Regions from separate parts of the Zea mays genome. Here region 2 is linked to region 1. A link is a contact called in public Hi-C data. All regions are on one chromosome and are shown on one strand. The core of a region is the stretch at or near the end of the contact, and the rest is flanking DNA. Distances in the headings are between cores, read along the strand shown.

Evidence for each region. A called contact is a pair of places that touch in the nucleus more often than the background predicts.
Region 2: a Hi-C map of ear shows a contact between it and region 1, with 2.0 times the contacts expected there. The contact joins the promoter of LOC103639583 here to the promoter of LOC100277219 in region 1. A contact is called at or near these places in 2 of 25 Hi-C or Micro-C datasets (ear and leaf).

What each region holds. Positions count from the first base shown.
Region 1 is chr9:159,417,478-159,422,738 of Zm-B73-REFERENCE-NAM-5.0, forward strand. LOC100277219 reads left to right here and starts at 2,999. Exons shown (of 4, transcript NM_001150852.2): 1 at 2,999-3,181; 2 at 3,272-3,401; 3 at 3,633-5,115; 4 at 5,207-5,261. The coding sequence starts at 3,699. The coding sequence ends at 4,259.
Region 2 is chr9:159,713,981-159,719,241 of Zm-B73-REFERENCE-NAM-5.0, forward strand. LOC103639583 (protein PAM68, chloroplastic) reads right to left here and starts at 2,138. Exons shown (of 1, transcript XM_008662316.3): 1 at 1,044-2,138. The coding sequence starts at 1,930. The coding sequence ends at 1,283.

The DNA of each region.
Region 1 (5,261 bases), core at 1,749-4,248:
ACTACTCCATGTCCAGGAGGCGAAGGGGTATTCTTCTAATCCTCCTTCACAGCCGGACTTCGCTTCCTCTACCACGGCTTTCTCATAGAGATGTTGAATTATTATATACGAAAAATATTATTTTTATATATCTAGTTAAAATTTAAAATTAATTATCTTATAATGTTCTACCTTAATTATTTTGGTATGGAACAACTATATCAAATAACTCTTAGAGCATCTTCACTAGTTTCAAAAAGCCCTATAATTGATTTAAGGTGTTATTCAAAAATTATGCTCCAACAATTTCTTAAACGAGGTTGTCAAATATCCCTATTTAGTCCCCAAACTTTGAAAGTTATTTCGCACCCCCAATAACCTATTTTGCTCATCAATCACTCCATGAAATCAATTGTTTGTCATCAAGTTCACACTCGTGTACAAGTGATACACTTTAAATGATTTAAGCTACGAAATTTACCACTGAGTTACCTTAACTTTAAAGTATTTAAAAACCTAAGACTTAGGATAGTTGGAGGCTAAGTTTTTTTCCAATATGTATTTATAGCATCGTCACCCATGCCTTAAATTAAAATATAAGGCTTAACTAACAAAAGCAGCTTCAATAATACCATATTTAATATTTTTTATCAAAAAATATAGGGCACAACACGAAGTGGCACAAATATACAACACCCTAAATTAGTGCTTTATCCTTATTTTGTATATCATTCTAAACATTTTCTTTTCTAATAATATATTTTACTTTCTAAAATACATGATTTAGAGCTTAACCGTTGACGCTCAATTTATTTTTAGTGTCTTAAACACTTTGAATAATGTAGTATTTTAATTTCTAGTGCACTATTTTAGGCACTTTGTTGAAGATGCTCTTAGCAACTTGCTAAATCCAAATTTAGTGGTCTTTTTTAAGAACCAAGAGTATCTCCAACATCTTCTAATATTTCTACCTCGATATCTCTATATTAGGTTGCTCCCAAAAGTATAAAATTCCAAAAACATACTCAATTCCGATAACTCCTTAAAAACATCCCAATGTAGACCATCTAACGCGGAAAGCAAAAAATATATAGAGACGAGCAGTGGCGGAGCTCCATAAAAATAACGTTCCGAACCACTTTATAAATATAACGATGTACTAGTCGTTTTTTAATTTTTCGCACTTTAGATGTAGTAACATTTAAAACAATCCAATGTAACTTTTAATTTTTCGTACTTTAGGGGTAGTAACATTTAAAAAAATCCAATAAAACTGTGGCAGACAGGGAAAAGAATCAGACGTTCAGAAACAATTACTCACAATAGAGGAGAAGCACTCAGCACACAACGCTTGCCGCTCAGGTGGTCGCTGCCCATTGGCCAGGGAGGCGCTTTGCCCTCGCCTATGAATAAGAAAAGAAAAGAAATCAGGTTGAGGAAGTTGTATACTTTGGGAAAAGATGTAATGGCAGGGGTAGATTTGGGCGGTGGCGTGGTGCCAGTGCAGGCCGCGCGCGTCATTGCTACAGGGACGATAGAGGCGAACTGGTGGAGGTGGAGGCCGGACTTGCGGTGGCGGATGCCTGAGTCAGAGCCCGCCCGGCCGCCTCGGAGGTTGCTGCCTTGTGCCCTTACCGAATTCGTAGAGCCTAAAGTAGGGCTGGGCAAAAAACCCGTAACCCGAAACCCGAACCCGGAATACCCGAACCCGAACCCGAAATACCCGAAACCCGAATTTTGTTTGGGAATTTCGGGTAGCAACTTGCAAAACCCGAATTTAGTTCGGGTAATTCGGGTATCACAATCGGGTACCCGAAATACCCGAATTACCCGAACTTTCATGTGTCATGTACTCATGTCATGCTTAATTATTAATTTGTATATTTATAATTATGTGTATGTGTGCATAACTTGTGATTGTAGATTGCTTGTGTTTTATATGTCCATGTATATCATTATTCAAACTATATTTTATACTAATTTAATAGGGTGTATGTATTTTTATGAAGTCGACACAATAGTTTGGGTAGTTCGGGAATACCCGAACCCGAACCCGAAATTTCGGGTACCCGAATTTTCGGGTATTGTAAAACCCGTTGTAATTTCGGGTATCGATTCTCAAAACCCGAAATTTTGAAAACCCGAATTACCCGACCCGAAATTTTCGGGTAACCCGAACGCCCACCCCTAGCCTAAAGGCGTGGAGAGCGATAGAGGACTGAATGAAGGCGGTCGCGCCGCTGGTAACATAAGAAACGCAACCGCGCAGGTTTGCGAAATAATTGAAAGAGTCTATGTTCTCGTGACTTGAGCGACTGAGAGAGGCCGTCAGCGCCAGGCTCAATCGATGCGAGCAGGATGTCTTTTGGGCCACATTTTTAGGCTGAAATGTATTTTGAGCTAGATTTTTTTGGTTGAAAAATATATATATATAAGAGGATTTTTGGGTTGCGCCTCGGTCCACGGCCCAGGTGGCCCAGGGCCCATATCCGCCCTTGGAGACGAGGGTGGCTTGACTCTTTAGCGAGGGTCTTGTTTTAGGAATATCAAATAAATTGGGAGCATAAGTAAGAAGCTGTTGGACCCGTGGACCACCTTGAAGATGCTCTATTGGTGATGCTAACGCATTCTTCCTGTTCACGCCTCCCTTATCCGAACCAAAACACACGCCTACGTCACTTCCTCACCACGCGTCCTCCCGATCACCGTCCACGCTCGCCGACAGCCGAGATCAACGGCCGGAGCCCCCACCCCATGCAGGCCGGCCCAGTCAGACTCAGACCCCAAGTCCCCAACGAACGTGACGCACGGGCGGCCAAAGCTACTACTACTACTGTCTCCACAAGTTTCATACTCAGTATTCAAATTTTATTCTACAAATAATATCGTGTATAGTGTAAAATAATATTTTAGGTGATACATGTAAGCGCTGGTGGACACGATTCACGGACGCCACCCGGACCCTATTAAACCCGCCTCTCAGCCGACCGTTTCGAGTCCGTCGTCGTCTAGCTCCCATCCGACCTCCTGCATTCCCCACTAGTCCCAACTCCCAACCACCGCCAGCCGTCCGCTCTCCGCAAGCGCGACCTTCCGGCCAGATCCGCCCCGTTGCGCCGACGAGCGGTCCTTCTGCCTAGTTTCTCCGCGCAGCGAGCGGCGGGTTCCTCGGAGATTCCCGCTGGCCGCGGGGATCCATTTGGTGAGTTGGGAGCCGGAGCTCCGATTTGGCGGTTTCCCTTTGGGAGGTCGTCTGATTCACCGGCGGCGGCGGTTTGCTTTGTGGATGCAGTGACTGCTCGCGTTGCGCGTGGATCTGGTTTGGGACGGAGGAGTGAAACGCGACGGTGATCGTGCGAGGTGGGGACGCCATCAGTGCTCTGTCTGGGGTTCGGTCTGTTCTTCGACTGCAGATCTGGAAGGTATCTACCAGTATACCCGTGTCCTCTGCTCTTATTTTTTGTTGCTGAATGATTTGGCGATCTGTACACTAGAGACAACCATTTCTGCATTACGATTCACCGTGTCGTAATAATATAGTTTCACCATCCATGTTGATATTTTTGTCCAGATTCTGGTCCTGCTTGCCATTTCTGCGATCGAAATGCACTGTGTTGATAAGCTTCTACGTTTGATTTTTCTTTTGGCGCTAGGGTTTCGTGGGATCCGTCGCTACGATCTGTCCCAGTCAGAGCACCTGCATCATCTCGGGTCGGGCCATGGAGACTCTGCTCATCTCGGAGGAGCGCAACCACCAGCTCCACCACTTCTCGGGTCGCCGGAAGAAGGCGTTAGCAGCGTCGCCTCAGTCCACGCGCAGCTACCATGCTGGCAACTGCCGGGCGTTCCACTCCGGCATCACCGTCGGCATCCTGCCATCCCCGCCCGCGCAGAGGGTTGCACTGACCCGCTCCTCTCCTGAGCCCAAGACACCGAAACATCAGCTTCACCATGGGAAAAAGCGCAGCCGAGCAATCTCTATAAACCTTTCGACGTCCCCTCCCTCTCGCCCTGAGCTCTGGGCTGGCCCGGGGTTCTGCAATTCGCCGCCTCCCAGCTCCCTCCCGATCCCCAAGTTCTCACTCCACCAGAAGCGCAGTGTCTCACTTGAATTTCCACCTGCTGACCGGTCAGACGACGAAGAGGTGCCCGTGCATGCCAAGTCGGCACCTTCATCGCCGACTGCAGGCTCAGGTGTTACCTTCTTCAGTGGTACTGATGCTACCATTGCCACCGAGAATCTGAGGAGGATCCTTAACCTCAAAATTGAGGATAACTGAATGGCGGTTGGGTAGTTCTGTGTACATAGTTTAACTACAACTGACCTTTGTAGTATGTATAGGGTAACCGGGGATAACCACTGTGTACCTGGCGGTGGTTCCTTCTGCAGCAGTACTGTAGGCGGTTAGCAAGCACAGCGAGGAGTTTAGGAAGTTTGGAAATGCAGTGAGAAGGATGTTGTGGTAATGGAGATTTGGTGGATTTGCATATCACTGCAGTTTCAGAGTCACCTTTGTTCCTTGTACCTTGTAGTTGCCTATTAGTAGTCCAATACTCCATTTAGATGTTATAGTATTTGCATCTTCCCTGCCCATCATTAACCAGTAGCCACAGCCTTCATATCATAATCCTTGTCATGTAGTTCATCTCAGGCAGGGCATTGTAGGCTAGCTAGTACTGTTCAAGTTCTGTCATATATGTAGTCTTCTGTAGGATTGCTGCATCCCTTGAAACTTGCATTCTGTATCACATTGCATCCTGCTGACTCACCTCCCTTCATAACATCTCCCTGTGTTATGCAAAGCGCACAAGGATCTCCCCTCTGGCACTTCTGTTTTTTGGAATGAAGATGCTCAGAGGAGTTGTTATGAAGTCCCGATCCAATGTTCTTTGTCCTCCATGTCTGTACTGACTTTAGCTATTCATCTCCTTTGTCACCCCAGTCCCATTGCATGTGCCATCCAATCCGTTTCGAACCATTCATCTCAAAATTGCATTTAGTGGTGGTTTTCCCTTCGTCTTATTATCTTTTGTGCCTCATGATCCTGGAGCATGCCCAGGATTCTAGTCTCCTCCATGTATTCTCATAAAGGACTTCACGTATCAGAGATCTGCGAATGCTCAACCCTGAATATGGTAATTATCTATTTCATGCCTCTCTACCCACTACTATCGTACATATAATCTGACAGTGGTAACGTGATGTGTGGGGCTTTTCGTGCTGCAGGTTTGCTTGTCCGATGCCACTTCGCCTCATCCATACCTGGAGTTCAGAATTGGCG
Region 2 (5,261 bases), core at 888-3,387, 300 kb after region 1:
CGAAGAGATGGAAACTAATTTAAAAATATGGTCCTTTTGATTCCTGCGGAATGACAGGCAAGGAGAACGGTTTGTGAAATCGGATGGCAAAAATACACAGCATACTATTTGTTTCGAGGTCCCAAAACAGCATGCTTTGGACGTCGAGTCGATGGCTTACACACTTTGGGCCTGCTGTGGTAATGTTAATATGGGCCAGACGCTACGCTAGCCAGTCCAACCCCAAAACAGCCGCAAGGCCGTTAGTTAGGCCACCGTACCAGCGTGCGTTAATAAGAAGGGGGCCCGCGAGCGCGACTGGTCCCCCCGCGCGCAACGGGCGCCACCGCACCGGCGCCGGCACCGCCGACGAGTTCACGCTGAAAATGACCCAGCTGTAGGCTCCTGTTTTTGCATCGCGGTAGGAGGAGACACGCAATCCAACTGTTAATGCCTACACACAGTCACAATCGGGGCTTCTCGCTCCCTCTTCATGGGACCGAGACTAGTTTCTCCACAAAATCAGAGGGAATATAATGAGCTGAAAATCTCCTTATTCAATTTTAAATAATAATGATATTTTAGTCTCTCCAATCTCTTTCGTTATCTTAGCTTCCAAACTGGATGAACTGGGATTACCATGACCCATCAAAGATTGGCTGGCGTTCCGCGTCCGGATTTATGATTTTTTTTTTTTTTTGCAAACTGGGATTGTGTAGACTTGATAGATTTCGATCGAGACAATACTTCATCCCTATTCTATCAATTTTCTCGCAGAAATAGAGGGGTTCCATCGAAAAGACGGTGAAAGTCGAACTGTAGAACAGTAGAAGACACACACGATGAGCGATACAGAGAAGAGTGCCAACTAAAAGTACTTTTTAGTTACGATGAAGATAGCCGAGAAGCAAAACATAAAAGATCTTAGATGATTGGATGGATGAGTTTAAATCTCAAACAAATTAAACTTTTTATTAATTTTTTTAATATCATCTAATTCATGTGTATGTGTATTAGAAATAACCCAACAAGATATTAGATGAAATCGTACCAGAGATGGTTCCTGAATAACCGAATGAGCACCGCAGTGAATCCATTCCATCCCTCTTACTGAACCAAACAAGAGATGCAAATTCTCATTGAACCCCCGTCCCCAACCCCAACACAAGCGAGCGAGCGATCGACGTGGATTTACACAGCAGCACCAATGCAAGAGCCCAAGTTTTTCCGAGACAAACGCACAAGAGTGTCATGTCAGTCATCACACTGGGGCGGTCCTGTCTGTCCCTGCCCTACTCTACTCCTAGCCCCGGCGAGGTGGGGACTGGGAGCGTCCCCGGAGCGAGTCCCAGAAGACGGGCCAGTTGCGGCGCGCCTCGTTCCAGCCGAGCAGGGAGCCCTCCCGGGCGGGGTCCCAGCTCGCGGACACGATGCCGTAGCTCACCCCGGCCAGCGCCGCGCCGAAGAAGACGAACGACACGCCGAAGGGGATCCACGTCGGCACGTCCACCTTCGCCACCGCCTTCAGGTAGTAGAACACCGGGAACAACCCCACGCCCAGCGCCAGCGGAAGCCCCACCGACGCGCCCACCCGCCGCATCATCCGGTTCGTCACCACCTCCGGGATCGTCGCGTCACGCTCCTCCTCCTCGTCCTCATCTTCCTCCTCTTCTTCTTCTTCTTCTTCCTTCGCCGCCGTCTGCTGCTGCTGCTGCTGCTGCTTCCTGTTGCGCCGCCGCCCGCTCTTCCCCGGCCGCCCGACCGTGATGATCTTGGGCTCCGCCGCGGTCTCCTCGTCGCTCCGGCTGTCCCGGTTCCTGCGGGCAAGGAGTGGCCGCGCGCGGCGGCTCGGAGCGGTGGCGGAGCGGGATCGGAGGCCGAGGACGACGGGAGTGGAGCTGCAGCAGAGGAGGCTGGCGTGGGCACGCGGTGGGGAGAGCGGCACCTCCATGGCAAGAGCCAAATCACTTGCTGCGAGAACAGGTCATCTTATCTCTAACCAGAGCGTGGCAGCGCGAGTCCTGTCCTGCAGTGGGCGCCGGGTTTTCCTAGTTTCACAACATCTCTAGTTAAAAGTTAACTATTTCCCACTATTTGAATCAGTGAATATGGTGTAAATGACACAAATTAAACGGCTGCTACATTAAAGTGGCAAAAAATTGAATGCCCCCGTCTCTAGCGATCTTTCTTGAAAAACGACTTTGTATCAAACCACTCTCTATAGATGACTAATTGACACTAACACGTGGGACAGCCCAGCCACGACACAAAAAAGCACGGCCCAGACACGACCCGGTCCGGCTAGTAGGGGTGAAAACGGCCGGAAACTATCATTAAACACTAAAACTATTTTCGTTTTCATATTTTTTTTCTCGGAAACGAGATCGAAAACGGTAACTCCAGAAACGAAAACGACATTGGTAATTCGGAAACATAGGAAATGAAAGTTCAGTACGAAAATTATATCGGTTACGATCGTGTCAGTGTTTGGACCGCGGGTTCTTAACCAACCAGTAATGTGTCGCGTGGCCGGCTCTAGATGGTGTGCGAAATGACACAAGCGATTATCCTGGTTCGGGCTTCTCGAGGCCCTACTTCCAGGAGAGGGGATGATGCATATATTACTCGTACCGTGGTGCCTGTAGTAGGGGTTTATAAGCACAGCGGGAGAGGAGAAGTCCACAAGTCCCTAGAGATGATTGAGACAAATGTCAATATCTAAGACAGTGTGAGAAAGCAAGAACTCGACTATGTGTGTTGTTGTGTCTCAATGGAGGGACCACTGCCCTATTTATACATCCAGGGGAGCGTTCGTGGTGAAGTTGAGTCTTGTATTTCGAAGGAGAGATGCCCTGGCATCTGACGTGACGGCGAACCGTACAGTAGATTCGCGCCTACTGACGTCTCGTAGAGAGCCCAGGCAGAGAGACGGGCTAGGGACCCACGCCTGCGCTACCGCACCCAACGCCCACACGTCGTGCTAGGGGATCGCGTAGAGATGGCAACGGGTAAAAACCCGCTGGGTATTACTTGCCCAAACTTATACCCGCGAAGAAAAAATACGCCCGCTAAAGAACCCATACCCATGACGGGTATAAAATTTTACCCAAACCCATACTCATGCGGGTTTCGGGTACCCAACGGGTTTCCCATACCCACTAACATCAACATAAAAAATAATTCATCATGTAAATAACAATCAATACATTAATAAGCTAGGATAAAAAGAATAAGTGATAACTAATTTTAGCTTAAAATTTATTACATGAAGTTTATTTCAATTAGAACATATTCAATTAATAATATATGAGACATATTTATAAGAAATGATGATTTTAAGGCGGGTTTTAAAAACCCATGAGTTTGCGGGTATGGGTAGTGAAAGAACAAACTCATGTCCACGTACCCGTTGGGTTTCTATTTGAACCCATTAACAAACTCATGGGTAGAGAAATTGACCAAACTCATACCCTAGTCGAGCAAAAACCCATCGGGTTTCAGGTAGCGGGTACCCATTGCCATCTCTAGGATCGCGCCTGTGTTGCCACGCTAGGGGCCCAGGCCTACTGAAGTGTGGAGCGTGGACAACCAAATGGGAAACGCCGCAAGCTAGCCACAATAGATGGAACTCACGGGAGTGGGTGACAGGTTAGCGGTGGTGGTGGCTGGATGTAGGAGACGGGACTCACTCCTCTACGCGGGCGAGACTAGGTTAATGTCGTGATAAGCCATTATATGGCCTGATTCCCAGTGCTAGGTTTTTTTAATTTTGGGCTAAAAACTGCACGGTTAGGAGGTAAAACTCGTAACTGATCTGATTTTTTCACGGGTAGGGTGCGGGCAAGACCCGCAGGTCAAATTTCATGCACAAACCCAAGCCTGATGGGTTGAATATCCGACGGATAACTAAACCCACGGGTAAATTTGTTATCCCTATTAAGCCAAACGGGATGGTTTCCTACCTCTATCAGAATTCTTCTAACAATTGTTCATAGAAAAGTATTAAAATGACACCTTTCAAAGCTCTTTATGGTCGAAGGTGTAGAATTCCATTAAATCGGTCAAAACCTAAAGAAAGGTGGTCCTTTGAATAAGATTTAGTAAGGCAAGCTAAATAAAAGGCTTGACTTGTACAAGATCATCTTCAAACAACATAATCACGTTAAAAGAGCTATGCTAAAAAAGGCGTCAACCCTTGGTGTTTCAACTTGGCGATCATGTCTATCTAAGTGTTTCATCTATGAAAGGAGAGTGAACCGTTTCGGAGTCAAAGGGAAGTTAGTACTTTGATAATGTACCATTGGTTGTGATGTTTGGTTTATAGAATTTGTTGATCTTTTGATTATTCCCATTAAATCAAAGTTTATAGCACACATTAGAGAACATCTTTCCTTAAGCCAGATCCCAAAGTTTCTATGTGAAACTGGAAGACCAAGGATGAAGTTTAGGCATGTTTTAGTCAAGAACGGTGACATCGGCCAGCTTGTCGGTTTGTTGCTCCACCGATGGTCACTGCCCTAATTTTGTTGCTCTAGCACATGTGTACACAAGTTGCTTTGTTGGTGAGCTTGAGTAGAAGGTGGCAAAGCCAACACTTGTGCCCTTGCCGTTAAATAACGTCAATGTCGGTGTAGTCCCTCTTTTCCCCCCTTTTGACCCATAGATCATAGCTCTAGTTCAGTGGCAAAATCCATTGTCATCAGTACATCCCTGCCTGATTACGCTCACCCACACTAGTGTCTCATCCTTCTGCCTTGTCTAGACCCACTCACACCATCTCTTTCCATCATAATCGGTCGTGCACCAAGTTTCCATCATCATCGTCTGCCATCCCCGTCAAGGACCACCTCAAAATGGTTGGGTCACACTGGTGCCTCCCTCTCAATTTCTTCTTGTGTTCGCTTTCTTATGATACCTTGCTTCTTATCAGGCCATTTTCATAGATGAGCTCCAAACATATTGAAATGTTGATGGATTCATTGGTTCACGTTGTTGTCCCTTCCATCACCAACCATAACATCGTCTATGCCATCTCCACCCCAACCAAAGAGTCAACTGTGTTATGGTGAGCTCCTAGGAGACACCCTAACCCTATCTTGGCTGGTCTTGGCCTCTAATAGTAGGAGCACTGTTACACCGCCATGTCGAGCACAATTGAGCGTCTGAGCCGCCAGGTCGTAAGTGAGCTCGCTCAAGAACCCCAGCCAGTCAACCAACCCTCTAGATTGATACATGTGGTTGCAAGGAGCATGTTGGTGCCCTCCCCATCGCTAGTAGGATTG